Linked DNA regions of Sus scrofa: region 2 is linked to region 1. A link is a contact called in public promoter capture Hi-C data. All regions are on one chromosome and are shown on one strand. The core of a region is the stretch at or near the end of the contact, and the rest is flanking DNA. Distances in the headings are between cores, read along the strand shown.

The links. Promoter capture Hi-C pulls out the DNA fragments that hold promoters and counts their contacts.
Region 2: a contact with region 1 is called in a promoter capture Hi-C map of liver, with 4 times the contacts expected there. The contact joins two enhancer-like sites. A contact is called at or near these places in 1 of 5 promoter capture datasets (liver), 21 of 47 Hi-C or Micro-C datasets (alveolar macrophages, blood, brain and 11 more) and 2 of 2 datasets of contacts at active chromatin or transcription factors (alveolar macrophages and skeletal muscle).

Annotation. Positions count from the first base shown.
Region 1 is chr16:65,455,561-65,460,270 of Sscrofa11.1, reverse strand. All of the region lies in intron 2 of LOC110257284 (a long non-coding RNA gene), which reads left to right. Among named protein-coding and RNA genes, the nearest start is that of CLINT1, 40 kb to the left of the region's middle. Within about 2 kb of position 1,975, at least 7 of the 83 cell types and tissues checked have an H3K27ac peak or open chromatin away from gene starts, as enhancers often do. A contact at or near this core is called in fetal liver and liver, where this site is marked.
Region 2 is chr16:65,521,192-65,525,883 of Sscrofa11.1, reverse strand. All of the region lies in intron 1 of CLINT1 (clathrin interactor 1), which reads right to left. Among named protein-coding and RNA genes, the nearest start is that of CLINT1, 26 kb to the right of the region's middle. Within about 2 kb of position 1,578, at least 22 of the 83 cell types and tissues checked have an H3K27ac peak or open chromatin away from gene starts, as enhancers often do. A contact at or near this core is called in fetal liver and liver, where this site is marked.

The sequences.
Region 1 (4,710 bases), core at 726-3,225:
TCCCTGAGGAATCGATGACACAAAAAGAAATAATAATTAGCACTGAGAGAATATTATTTCCTACACTCTATAAGGCTTGACTTAAAATCCCAATTATGTCAGCAAGTGACTCAGTTATCTCAAGCATTATCTGTAAAGTGGGACTGATAGCAGTACATATTTTGGATTGTTGTGAGACATAAATATGACATAGAAAGCCCTTGGCTGTATCAGCACTCAGTAGGTGCTGGCTATTTTTTTTTTTTTTTTGGTCTTTTTAGGGCCACATCCATGGCACATGGAGGTTCCCAGGTGAGGGGTCGAATTGGAGCTGTAGCCGCTGGCCTACACCACAGCCATAGCAATGTGGGATCTGAGCCGTGTCTGCGACCTACACCACAGCTCATGGCAACACCAGGTCATTAACCCACTGAGCGAGATCAGGGATCAAATCTGCATCTTCATGGTTACTAGTCAGATTTGTTTCTGCTGAGCCCCAACAGGAGCTCCAGTATGCTCTCTTTTCAATGCACTAATCTGATCAACTTTAGTGAACTAAAGACTTACTGGGTACCTAGTAAGAGAGGTGGTTTTCCTTTACCTCTCATGTAATACATGAATATCTCTGTAGTTACTTGATGTCGTCTAAACTGGAATTTTTACACTGAAACATTTAGGCCCATAAGGATGAAAGGAAGGCTCTGAGACTGACCAGAGGGGAGGTCCTTGGATAAGCATGGCCTCCTGGCACTCCTCAAGTCACCCTTTGATGGTAGCAGTGTGACCTACCAGTGCCCAGGGCTGGTCAAGTTTGCATGCTGTGTCACTGGGGGAGACTAGAGTGATGGAGACAGCAGGAATTTTGATGTAATGGGCAGGAGGATTTTAATGTCACTGAGTGCACATAACAGGGCTGTGTGAAGGTCAAAGGGTAATATAGATTTCTGGTAAAAACAGGCCAGGAGTAGGACACTGGGACTGGGTGGGGATAGAGAGGGGTTTTAGAATGCAACAGGCAAACAAGAAAATGAGGCAACTTGAAGTTTGGTTTGGTTTGGTTTTTCATGATTGATTGATTTCTGTGGGTGTGATCGAACGGGGCTGAAGGCCTAAATTTGCCTATGACTTCCATTGATGGGGAAGCCCAAACCACCACCTCCCCTGCCACTACCACTGTACAAGGTCACAGTGATTGGGTCCTTACCATGTCCCAGTGGTTCATTTATTGCTCCTTACAACTCTTTGTGTTCTCAGTATCATTATCCCCCCCCCCATTTATAGATGAGGAAATTGCAGTTAAAAAGTAACTTGTGTGAGGTTGCAAAGCTAGTAAATTGGCAGAGACTTGAGCCCTATTCTTAACTACTGCATCTTACGGTTACAAGCACCCCTGAGAAGTAAGGGGGGCAGAAACCTCTGTAGGCCCTGGACCTCCTGTTATCAGTCTCACCTTTTCTTGAAAGATAGTGGAAAGCCCAAAAGGGTGAGAACGCCAGTGCTGAGCTGTTCAGCTAGTCATTCCTGCCAGCTAGGATTCTGCCAGCATCTTTGCCTGGCCACATTCCCTCTGGGCAAGTCTTTGTGGCCAGTATCTTTTGGCCTGTTTGAGAAAGCAAGCTGCCAGCTTGCATAAGATAAAGCTTTATCGGTGCCAGAGGAAGGGAAGCATCAAGGTGAGAGCCCTAGAGAGCCTGGGATTGTCATAAACCTCGGCAGTCAGACAGGGTCTCCTGTGGAATATTCCCCAGCCATTAAATGGCCCTGGAGGAAGCTGACATGCTGCCCTTCAGAGAGCTGAGGTGATGACAAAAGACATGCAGACATAACTGTACCTTTGTGAGTGGAAAATTCATTGTGACAACAGGCTGCATTTGAGCCACCAAATGGACTGGGCCACCTGGCTGGATCTCGATTGGCAGGGCACATCCAGAGAAGTCACCCGTGGCTCCAGTCCTGGCCGCCAGTGTGAGGGAAGCAGTTCAACGATCAGATCTTTCAAAATCAGTTTAGCTCATGCTCCAAAGTCCTGGCTGTAATTGACAGAAACTTCCTCCCTGGTTTCCTGGAATTAGATCAGAGTACTGAACTGTTTTAAACCTTTATGAGGCCAGAACTCACGTTCAAGTGGACCGTTAAGAGACACCTGCAAAGAGGTTTAACTTAATTCTAGACCTTTCCTTCCCTCTAGGATGAATATTTAGCAGAGCAGTCTCCACCTTGGTACCTGGAGTTAATGTATAGTGATCCGAAGAGGGCAATGTTAAAGAATCCTGTGCCCAGTGGTGGTGGAATAAAACGACTTCTACCCATCTTCTGTGTTTTATGAAATGGGGGTGACAATAATGAACTCTACCTGGTGGGTACAGACCAATTAGTTCAAGTTTGTGAAGCTCGGAGTCTTATTACAGCTTTTGCTCAAGGAGAGTAGGCAGGACCTTCCTGTGACTTTGCATGTGAAACTAATTGCCCTGGAAATGTCGGGAATTTGATCTTCCATCAAATCCTCCATCCCTTCAGATCCCTTGACAATCCTGGGCTATTTGCATCTCAAGGTTAAAGGAGGCTGTTGCTTTCTGGATACTAATCAGTTGTGAAAACTTTTGATCTCTTGGAAACTAAAGCCCTCTTGCAGTCACCCTATTCTGAACATGGTGAGAGTTGAACAGGAGAGGTGCAGACAGGCTGGCTTTATTAGAATAGTAATGTGTTTAGCATTTGTGAGCTTTAATTCTATTTTCCTTAGGGCTCTGTGGGATCCTGGAGAATCACTTACTATGTTTGAGTATTTTTCCCCAAATGTGATTTGAATTTTGTCATATCACCCCTGGGAGAAATTGAAGAAATTACCATGATAAAACTTTAGATCATCATAGCTTGTAGATTTAAAGGAAAGAAACTTTGCAAATATGTTCTCTGGGGAAAAATATATGTACTTACGCATGTATATGCATGTCGTTTTCCTGTGGTGCTATTTTAGCCATACTAGGTACTTTTTATTTTTGTGGCCATACCATGGCATGCGAAAGTTCCCAGGCCAAGGATCGGACCTGAGCCTCAGCTGTGACCTACACTGCAGCTGCAGCAGTGCAGGATCCTTTAACCTACTGCACTGGGCCAGGGATTGAACCCATGCCTCTGCAGTGACCTGAGCTGCTGCAGTCAGATTCTTAACCCATCATGCCACAGCAGAAACTCCACTAGGTACCTTTGAAACTGACAGTACTAACAGCCTGAACCTAGCCAGAACACAGATTGGGACTTGAACCCAGGTGCTGGGATTCAAACCTGGCCTAAACCCAGATTGGGACTTGAACTCACACATTTAAATTAGAATCACTCACCCTGTGTCTGGACTCACTGAGGTTCAGGTTCTTCATGTCTCTGAGCAGAAGGAATTCAGCGAGGGACAAAGTGATAGGCAAGAAATAGATTTATTTGGATAGGAATAGGATGGGAAGCTTGTGAGAGGTGTAAGCTGGCAGGCACGGAAGTTCTGCCCAGAGGATCTGGTGGGCTACAGTTTTTTTATCCAAGGGAGTGGGGGTTGGAAAATACCACCTCTTCCTTTCTGGGAGTAGTAGCAGTAGTATTTGGTAAGGTGTGGATTCAAAGCAGCAGAAGGGCGATCCTCTAAGTCCTGCCCTGGGTCTGAATCTGCATGTAGGCCTCATCCCATCCCCCATTCAATGACCTGAGGCAATTCTCAAACTTCCACTAGTCTAGCAAGCCTGCCTTGTTCTGACGGCTTTTATGAGCAATTTATTAACTTCCAGTGATCTCCCAAAGTCCCCTGGATTTCCCTCTCTATCCATGATCCTTTACTGGGACTTCTACAACTATCTGTGCCGACTCCATCCCTATCACCTTCTTTAGAGACAAAAAATATACTTTGGCATTTCCCGTTTTGGCTCAGCGGTAACGAACCTGACTGGTATCCTTGAGGATGCAGGTTCCTTGGCCTCGTTCAGTGGGTTAGGGATCCAGTGTTGCCATGAGCTGAGGTGTAGGTCGCAGACACTGCTTGGATCCCAAGTTGCTTTGTCTGTGGTAGGCTCCAGCTCCAGCTCCAATTTGACCCCTAGCCTGGGAACTTCCATAGGCCGTGGGCGTGGCCCTAGAAAGACAAAAAATAAAAATCCTTCTACATCAGGGCTTCTCAACAGTGACAATGTTGACATTTTGGACCAGATCATTCTCTGCTTTGAGGAGACTGTCCTGGGCCTTGCTGAATATTTAGCAACATCCCAGGCCTCTACCTACTAGATGCTAGTAGCTGTGAACGTAATTAAACAAGGAGATGATTAAACTGAGGTGATTCTAATGCCTTAGCTGCCTTTTTAAACCACCATAGCTAAACCTAGAAATGACCCAAGGTTAAGGAACCAAAACCTAAGGATAACCACTCTCAAGCAGCTAACTTAGAGTGTCCCAAAGAAGACACCCACTTAAGGTATATATCAAATACTTTGCTTGCGTGGTTTCTGTGTTTCATCTATAAAAGTCTTGCCCCCAGTTCCTGTTGGGAGGAGGTTCCTAACCACTTCCTATTTCTCCCTGCCTGATACGAATTGATTTTCTCTCACATAAACTTAAAAATGTCAATGTGCCTCAGTTTATTTTTTAACAACTCCCAAGTCATGGATAATCAAAAATGCCTTCGGACATTGCCCCATGTCCCCCGGATAGGGGTGCCATATTTAGCAAATGAAAATACAAGTGCCTAGTTAAGTT
Region 2 (4,692 bases), core at 329-2,828, 66 kb before region 1:
ACTTAAGTTACACATACCTCACTTTTATTGTACGGTTTTTCAGTCATCACAAAGTTCAATTTTTTAAATGAGGAAAGCTTGGTTATAATTGGCACTCAAATTTCTCAAATATAATTTTCACATTTATTTCAAATACTTCAATTAATAAACAGTATTCAAATTTTAAAGGAACCATTATGCATATAAATGACATGCTAAATCACAGAATAAATGTGGCTTCTAGATTTACATTCAGAACACTGTTCTACTAAAATAGAAAAGCAAAATCCTATTACTTTCTTTCAAATCTCAGAGAAAAGCTGTCTCCTAACTGGTTTGATAACAAAAATACAAATTATTTCTATGGCCTCCTTCAAAATTTAAGACTATTAATGGATTTTTATATAAAACCCAGTTATAATTCTATCACAAAATTTTTTATGTATAAATGTAAAGAAATAATTTTTTTTTCTAATTTTGCCAACAATGGAACCAAAATAAAATAAAGGCAGCCAATGACCTATGTGCATGCAACTTAAGATGCCACAAAGTAATGGATTTCAAAATGCTTTGTTTATCCTACTGGCTGAAGAATGCGTGACTTGGGCAGTTAGAAGTGTCAAAATGCAGCTGTGGGAATGAACAATAGCAATTAGGACTAAAATTCATCCAAGCATTGCATGGCCAAGAATGCACTTGCAATCTGTTTTCATTGTTTAATTTGTTGGAGAACAAGATGAAAAGAGTTAATCTCTAGTCCACGTACATGAAATATTTTTACTAGAGCCTTCATAAATGCTGTAGCGTTTAGAACACTACTTTCCTTGTTCAAGCTACAAAAGCCCATGGGTCAAATGAGAAAGGTCCTGTTTCCCTAACCCTTCACAAGATTCTTAACTGAAGGCCTGTGTGTTTGAGTGCTGTGTGTTTAAGAGGGTGAGGTGGCAGAGAGCCAATAATTTAAGAATTTCCTTATTTCCTCCGTTGAAAAACAATGGGAACTATGTAAAATGACACCTTGCCATTAGCACACCATCATAATATAAAGTATATCCATGGTAAAATATGGCAACAAAATAACAAAAAGTAACAAAGTTAGAACACTTCCATGAAGAGTATCAGGCTCTATTTTAAATGAAATGGTTGCTTTCCAGAAACTGCAGTGTTCTTAAGATGAGGTCTGATGGCATAAAGAATTCCAAAACAAAGTATTTTTAAGCTGCACTTAATTCAGAAGCAAATGTAAACTAAAACAAAACAACACTGTATAGTTTGGCCTTATTCCAGATCATTTAAAAATAACTATTTCTAAAAAGGTAGAAATGGCATTTTTGACCCTTCCTTTCCCATGTTTTCTGTTGCCCTCAATCCACACCCTACCCATAATTCCAGTGACCTTTTAAAGAAAGGAAAATAACTCCCTCCTTCTCCCCAAAAAAAGAAAGTTAAGAAAAAAATTATGTCCAGATGTGAAAGGAAAAAAAATCTAGTTTAATTCCTAAAACTTCCTATGATTGTTTTAAGAATGGATAATTCAGACACTAGAGGGGGATCTCTCACCAGTTTTTTTAAAACACACACAAAATTCAGACAAATGTCAAGGATCTGTTCTACCAACAAAATTATAGGAAATTACCAGGGAATGACCGGAGTAAAGTATGTAAGAAGCTGCTCACGTTCTGAAGGTTTTCACCTTAAAGCAATATTAAACCACTGCCTTTATAAGGATAAAATCCACAACTACAATCAATCCACAGTGCTTTTATACATACACTTTTACACTTGCCCTCAAAACACTCCAGCAATAGTAAGTAGGGCAGGACTAAGAGTCCCCAAAGAGAATACTTAACTCTGAACAAGCCAGCACTACTCACTCACTGGATTTTTAATGCCAACTACTACAAGTTACCATCCTCAAGTCCTGTACACATGCTTCTATGGCTATATGAACACAGCCGATATTCAGTTAAGTCAAGGATTGATTATTCAATTTGTAAATAATTACTGTTCATTTTGGTCTTCCACTTTATTCCCCATTTTCTGCTTATTTTGCTGCTCACTGCTGATAAAATATCAAGTTAATTTATTTGATAATGGTTTGGGTCCATGTTGTAGAGGCAAACTTGGTTGAAAGTAAGAGCTAAAATAAAGCTTTTACTCACAAGATGGTCAATGCTGCTTCCAATCTGCATTAAGAATAATCAGTAAAATGAATAAGAAAAAACTTTACTAGTCCTTATGCTATTTTTTCTTGCTAGAAGTTCAAGAATATGCTTTGCTAAAATAAATACCCCCCGAAAAAGACAAAGGATACACATAATCCAGTCCTAACTGTGAATAAAAGAATATGAAAAATGAAACAGATTTATTAGCAAGAAGTCTTTTTCCTAGCCTTAAAATTTTACTTCTTAAAAAAAAAGTCAAATAGGTCTGTATTTTTCATATGGTTTCTACTTTTTGTTTAAAGTTATTATAAAGACTTCATTCTTTGATCAGGAAAAAATACTTAGCACTATTTTTAGATGGTTAAACTTATGTGTTTAGGTTAAAGTTGTGTTTTGCTGTGTGAATATCCACACTTAAAGACACAAGAGAGTCAGAAAAACAGAGGCAGCAAGAGACAGAGACAAATACAATATTCAGAGTAATGGTTTTAAATAATGGGCTCTTTTATTGTCTATTTTCTTTTTCCTGTATTTGGCAAATTCTTCCCCATGAACATTATGTTGTAACCAAGGGAAAAGTAATAAATGCCATTAAGAATTCTAAAGTACTATATCATCATTAGCAACATTTTAACTATTTATAGGCAAATAAGAATCATGGTAGATAGACCACATATTATTTGTACTTCCAAGGTCTTGTTACCAGGCTAACAAGTAAGTGCAGCAAACCAGTACCTAACATATATGTATACATAATAAAATATATATACCAAAAGCTATGTGTGTAAAACCACAGGGAACAATTTAAGTACCTAATACTGAAACATGATTAAAAAAAAAAAAAAAAAAAGCGAAACACAAAGCTGTATTAGGGAAGAATGATTCCCAACATTAAAACCTGTATTTACATGACCTCTTAATCTTAAAGCTACTAAGATTTCAGAAGATACTTTTATGATAGAGGTAAAAATATATTATGCTCCCTGTAAAATAGCAGTATTTAAAAAAACCTTTTAAAAACAATAAAACATTCCTAAATGAACAGTGACAAAGACAGTTTGTTCAGGTAACAAGTTACCCAGGCCAGGAAAATTTGCTCCTTTTAAAAAATGATTCTAACCAACAGAGCAAAGAAATAGCTTTAAGAATACTTGCTCCAAAAGCTACATAATGGACCACGTGACATTCGTTTTTCATCAGGGGATCATGGTCTTCACCACATTACCCTTATCCACAAGCTAAACATTTAGAGGTTTAATACTCGTGTTTTAAAACCAAGTTACCTGTTACTACAGTCCTGTGAATACTAAGAAATTTAAGGTCAATAACCTAGTACTCCTAAATTCAACAAATACATAACTTTCATTATTAGCAGAAAATCTGAGTGTATAGAAATGGGGTGTAGAGGTGGAAAGACATTTATCCACTTGGCTGGATTATCTGCTATCCATCAAAACAAAACAAAACAAAAAACCAAAGCCTATTCTTGATCTGAAAATGAAACACAAAGCAATGAGTAATGTCTTTTTTTTTTTTTTTTGGTCTTTTTTTGCCATTTCTTGGGCCGCTCCCACGGCATATGGAGGTTCTCAGGCGGGGGTCCAATCGGAGCTGTAGCCACGGGCCTATGCCAGAGCCACAGCAACTCGGGATCCAAGCCACGTCTGCGACCTACACCACAGCTCACAGCAACGCCAGATCATTAACCCACTGAGCAAGGCCAGGGATGAACCTGCATCCTCATGGTTCTCAGTCTGATTCGTTAATCACTGAGCCACAAGGGGAACTCCTACAATGAGTAATGTCTTAACAATGAAAAGTTAATTGAGGAATTAATGTTGCTAAAGCAGATGTTACCATATTTGATTATATAGTATCTTAGTTACAAAATAGTTACAGTGCTAAACCATGGGGAAAAACTACAGCACTCCCTCTCCTATCTTAAGAAGAAAACTAATGAAATAAATATTGAAAACTGCAGAAGAAACAACAAACTCAATGCTTGCTACCTTCTCCCTAGTGCTATGGCACTAGCAAAAGCTCTCCTACCAAAACATAAATGAATAAACTGAATAAATAGAAAATTTGAGTGAGAAAGGGAAAAATATTTAATAGCATCTACTTAGGAGAGAAATTCAAATAAACTACTCCCAGGATCACATGACTAGTAAAAAGCAATAAACATCCAAATTTCATTACGTTTTCTAATTCTAATTAAATGTGGCCCATTTTCTATTATTTACATTATACCCTAAAACCAGAGAATGAGTAATATCATCTGAGCTAAATGAAAAGCCTACTAGTTTATATAAGATAAAACAAATTGAGCTACTAAATGCTGAATTAATGTTAAAAGATACATTGAGTCATGGAAATTACATTTTCTTTGATTTTATTAAAATTAAATACAAACTACCAGTTGAAAAGAAACCAGTGTACCTTCTATTAAACACACATAATCTTAAAAACAAAATATCAGTTCAAATGGGAAAAAACTAAAATTGAAGACATCTAGAATCTGAGGTTCTCTTGCCCATTCTTCTTCAAA